Regions from separate parts of the Gossypium hirsutum genome. Here region 1 is linked to region 2. The links are chromatin contacts, called in public Hi-C maps. All regions are on one chromosome and are shown on one strand. Each heading gives the region's core, a stretch centred on a gene start, on an enhancer-like site or on the middle of the called end of the contact. The rest is flanking DNA. Distances are from core to core; before and after follow the strand shown. Region 1 has its middle 5.6 kb from the start of LOC121212449. Region 2 holds the start of LOC107895133 (calcium-dependent protein kinase 8).

Region 1 (2,700 bases), core at 30-2,529, 140 kb before region 2:
AAGAAATTCTGGAGGCAAAGAGAAATCTCAATGATTTGAGGGCTAAAATGGTACATGAAACAAATCTTGTAATAACCGAACAAGATCCCTTCCTATCTTCAAACAAAGTTGAAACTGATCCCTCAACATTTTGATACAAAACTCTATCTCCATCTGCCTCAACATCTCTAGTTTTAGATTATTCGATACCCTGCAATGATCAGCTAATAAACGAAGAAATGTATATAGTGCACTGGTCAAAACTACAGGCTTTTCTTGTAACAAACAATCTCATTTACTTAAACAAAGACTTACTAACTCGAAAGATAACCAAAGATTCCCATCACTAAAATCACCACCAATAATTTGCCTCATTAAACACACTAACAAACTATCAATTCCTGTAGCAAAAACATCAATAATTTCTTTAGTAACCCAAATTAATTGTTCCTTTACTGAATCAATAAGCTTTCCATACAATTCATTAAAAAATTCCAACAAGTAAACTTAAAAACAGCTTATACCCATCAATGACAATAGCATGTAAGTGCTTAATATGAATTTTGGCGAAATAGGGTTCGATTAAAACACCATAGAGAATAGCTTGATTAAGTAGAGTGTATTCTTGGGGATCTGGGATAGTTAATGAAAAGGGGGGTCTTAATTTCGATTGAAGAAGGTCAAAAGCTTGCCTTAGAGAGAGTTATAGCTGATTGTGAGCTTCATAGGATGAGACTTTAATCAGTTGCGAAGCCATTAAGAGTAGTTTTCATTAAGAAAAAGCAAAAACTTAATACCTTGTCAGCAAACTGCTTCACTCGATTCAACACCGATTTAACATCTGGGTGTTGGATCGTTAGCCCTTTCCTCTCACGCCGAAGTCGAATTTTCTCGAGAAAATTGAGAAATCTGGATTTCAAGCTTTGTTTTTGTTGAGAGAAAATTGAAACCGTTGACCCTGATTTCAACCGGAGCTTGAGGATGAATTTGTGGAGCTTAAGAGGAGCGAGAATCAATGGAATTCACTGGTAGGTAAGATTTTGGTGGCTTTAAATTTGAGATTGAATCTAGGTTCAGGCTTGGATAGGGTTGGTGAGGATGCTTCATACGTGAAAAAGAGGGAAAAGGTTGGAAGGAAATGGGAATCAGATGTGAAAAAAAAGAAGAAAATGCTCAGATGTTAAAAAGAAATGAGAAGGGTAAATTTGAAAAATTTTCATGTTGAATTGGTATTCCGTTGGGGGGGGGGGAGTGCTAAATTGTAAACCGCAGTTTTACCTTGGATAAGGCTATATGGAATACTGTTGTAATGGGCTATTACATCCAACCAAACAATGGAATAGGGATGGGCCTACTGAATTCAGCTGTAATGGCTTCAAAGTTTAATTTGTTACGTGATTTTTTTGTCTCAATAATTAAGTATTTATATATTTTTATTACACACGTTTCATATATTCATTGTGACACATGATACTATTTAGTTAGGGTACCAAATTAAATATTAAAATCAAACTCAAATACCAAATTAGGACAAAAATTCAAGTATCAAATTAAATATTGGAATCAAGTAGAGATACCAAATGATATATTAACCCTTTATAAAATACTTAAACCTTTTTCCACTAAAAATAATAAAAATGTTTTAATAACTACTTAAAAATAATAAAGTGTATTATGTTTTATTTTTATAACATATTTTTATATTATCCATAAAAAAATACTCAATTAGTAATTAGTATTTGTTGGTATAATGTATTAAGTTATGAAGGATGTGTTTCAAAGTTCAAGATGATTAGTTTAGTTAATAATTAAGTAGTTGAAGTTAGTTAATTAATTGAAAAAATAATAGAATATAACATATTTTTTATTTAATTAACTTCAACTACTTAACTACTGACTAAATTATTGATAAACACTTTTAACCAGCAATACTAATACCAAACTGCCTTCATACCTCAATATAATGAATAAAATTTTAATAAGAAAAAGAAGAGCAATCATTTGAGTATCATTCTTTCATTACCCTAATCCCAAAAAAAGCATCAATATATCAAAAAATCATTTGATTAAAAATGCATATTCACGAACATAAGGGTTTTTTGTTGCTTATTCGATTACACCCAACCCTAAAAGCTTGAAGTTACAAACACAAATCTAGAATTTTACAACACTTTTGCTAGTAATCTACTTGCCTTCTCTTTTATGGTTTTTCAATAATTATGGATGTAATAGATGCTATTGTGGTGAATGAAACCACAATATAAAAGTTGCAATTGAATCTTGTGCATGTGTCGCCCTTCTCCAACTAATTACAAAGCTAAGTTTCATTGTCTGCCTATGGCGAAACATCCAATAGGTGACAATATCAATATCATTTACCAGTTCATGTTCCATCCCCAAGTAAGCATGTACATCTTCAAAGACCAAAGCTTGAAATTCATGTCGTACTTTTTCCCTTCGGAATCGTATGTGACTGTCGGTATTCTTTCTCGTCTTCATTCAATAATGGTAACATGCATTGCTGGATGTGATCCTTGCTCAAACAAAGCCTTGCTTCACTCACATTCAAATGTGAATATATATTTTTAATGGTTTTGACTATTGAATTCAAAACTATCAAATTCAAAACATAATTGGAGATATGAAATTGACAAATTGCTCAAGATAGAAAGAAAAACTTTTCTCTTTAACTTCTGAATTTTCTTGCTTTTTCTTTCTAAA
Region 2 (2,700 bases), core at 163-2,662:
TAAACAGTTTGGAAACTCACAAACCCAAGCTTCATTACCCAACACACGATCCAATCTCTCAAAAAGACCACCTCTATGCCAAGTAAAGGGAGGACTCCTAAAGCCTAAATCATGCAACTCGGCCATGTCAACAAAATCACCAAAAAGGGGAGTTCTCTTACCATTAGAAAGCCCACCACTCTTTTCATTAAGGGATAAGAATGCATTGAAATCGTCGATAGCCATCCAAAGAACTTGCCCAAGTGAAATCGATAAACTAAATTCCTCCAAAGGTCTTTGTTTCTGTCGATTACAACTTTGGTACACAAAAGAAATAAAAACTGGAAGTGAAGAAGAGCCAGACCAAGTGCGAGTAAGAATGAACTAGGGGTGACTACAGGCCACTTCAACCTGAATGGAATCTTTCCAACCAAGCCAAATACCCCCAGAATATCCAATTGCCTCCACTCTGTGAGAATACTGAAACCCCAGCCCCGCTATAATGCTGTTCGCTTTGGCTCCACTTACTCTCGGCTCAAGCAGGCTAATAATATCAGGCTTATAATTCATGTTATATTCTCTAAAAAATCGAGAAAATCTGACGCTAGCGCACCCCTGGAAATTCCAAGAAAATATTGTAAAATTCATGAAAAATAAAAAAAAAATTAGAACCATACCATCACTGTCGAGAGGCCTCATCCCCATTCAAAATTGGGCCTGCTACACTGTGTTTCAATCTCTGCTTCTTTAGCTACCAGAGCATATAAGAGTTTTGCCACCGCTTTCATAAACTCGGCTAGGGGAACTCAAGAATTTCTCGATGATTTAAACCGATTCCCCTGTCCCCTTAATGCATTATTCGGTTTTCTACCACCACGACCAATATTAATTTTACCACCAATTTTCTTGTCTTTAGCGTTTGAAGAACTTGCACCCATGGATTCAAATTTTTGTTTAATAGGAAACCTATGCGAAAAAGGAGAATTTTTATCCTTGAAAATAACTGCAGAGTGTTTTCCAAGATCAAGAACTCCCTCATTCATTAGTACTCCAGCTCCTTCAGGCCCTTCGAAAGCTAGATTAAATTGCACCTTCACACCTTCAATATTTCAAGCTTGCAAGTGACCCCCAACCCCCACCATGTAATTTTTAGAAATAACCTGGGTAGCAATATTATGGGTCTCTGGCCCAGCAACCGCCCCAACACCCGCGGAGCTCAAATCTAGCGAAGGGTCCACACGCTTTCCCAATGCGTCAGGCCTTGTATCTTCTCCTAGCTCATTAATTGTTTGTGGATCCTTTATCTTTTCAACCCAAACTGATTTAGGATTTAGCTCCCTATTTCCTGCTTTCGAAATGACCAAACCAAAATTATTAATGTGGGATTGGCCCACTTTGCTTGAAATTATTAAGGGGTAGGATTTAGCTACCCCTATTATTACTAGTGACCATTGTCACCTTTGCAGACTTTAACGCTTCGTTTAGTTCAATGTCACCTTTGCAGGCTTTGAAGCCATTACAGGACGGTTCCAATTTCTACAGTAAAGCAGAGCTTTGGTTCGTTGGAAAGCTTAAAACGCCGAATGGCGATTACAGCATTCCGAAAATCGTTGAATAGCAATTCAAGGGAAGAGGTGTCGAATTGGCTATTCCAACCTTTCCACCGAATGACCTTCTTTTCCCTTTCGAAAACACCCTCACACTGAAATTTCTCAACGGTTTCACTTTTTTTTCCTTAGCCATCAACAATCCCACGCTCAAATCAACCTGAAAGGAAGCAAATCAACTTGAAGGCCAAAGACCCACACTTCATTTACCACTCCTAAGCGATTCCAACCTATCACTGGAATCGATTGATGAGAATGCAAGTCGCCGTATGGGTAAGCTTTATTCTTCTTTCACTTGTTAATGGTGGAAGGAGTCTTTCTATTTTCCACTCTTCCTTTAACACCATTGCTACCCACACCGATGTTAAGTAAGAATTTCACGCTTCGATAGTGTTGATGATGCTTCGATAGTGCTTTTAGCATTTTGATTAAATGCTTTCTTGTCAATTAGGCCAAATTGATTTTGGGTTTTCTGTTTAGGGGAAATGCTGAAGTTAGGTCTTCAACATGATGCTGTAAAATTTTCCACTTTGATTAATGGATTTTGTAATCAAATCTCTTTTAATTGCTTACAATACAATGCTAATAAAGCTGTTAGGTTTTTAAGTATGATGGAAGTAAGAGGTTTGGAACTCAACATTGTGGTATTAGCACTGTCATTGGCTATCTTTGTTGTTAAAGGATGCTCTTGATCTCTTATTTGGAATTGAAGGTGAAAGGCATTAGATCAATATTGTTATTACCAATTATGCTTAATTCATGGCATGTGTAATTGATCAAATGTTGTTATCTACAACATCAGAAATCATCCCTTCCTTGCTTAATTCTTGCTATAAGTAATATATTGATTGGTGCACATTGCAAGGAGGCAGTGATTTCTGAAGCTTTACATACAGTTGACACAATGAACAAGCGAGTGATTGCAAGGTATGTTTCTAAAGCTGAGGATATTGTTGACACAATGATAAAGCGAGACATTGAGCAAGTAAGGACTTGATTTCATCTTTTTCTTGTAATGAAGAAATAATTATAGTCATGTGTTTATATGATCTCATCTTTCTATATATTTCTAAAAGTGTTTCAATATCATTATGCAATTTTTGTTTCGCATTCA

What was found. Hi-C and Micro-C count contacts between places; a contact is called where the count stands out from the background.
Region 1: a contact with region 2 is called in a Hi-C map of leaf, with 2.0 times the contacts expected there. The contact joins the enhancer-like site here to the promoter of LOC107895133 in region 2. A contact is called at or near these places in 4 of 34 Hi-C or Micro-C datasets (leaf and seedling).

Annotation. Positions count from the first base shown.
Region 1 is chrA13:89,289,115-89,291,814 of Gossypium_hirsutum_v2.1, reverse strand. It overlaps the pseudogene LOC107894358. Among protein-coding and RNA genes, the nearest start is that of LOC121212449, 5.6 kb to the left of the region's middle. Within about 2 kb of position 1,279, at least 7 of the 9 cell types and tissues checked have an H3K27ac peak or open chromatin away from gene starts, as enhancers often do. A contact at or near this core is called in leaf, where this site is marked.
Region 2 is chrA13:89,152,915-89,155,614 of Gossypium_hirsutum_v2.1, reverse strand. LOC107895133 (calcium-dependent protein kinase 8) reads left to right here and starts at 1,412. Exons shown (of 7, transcript XR_005907657.1): 1 at 1,412-1,859; 2 at 2,452-2,571.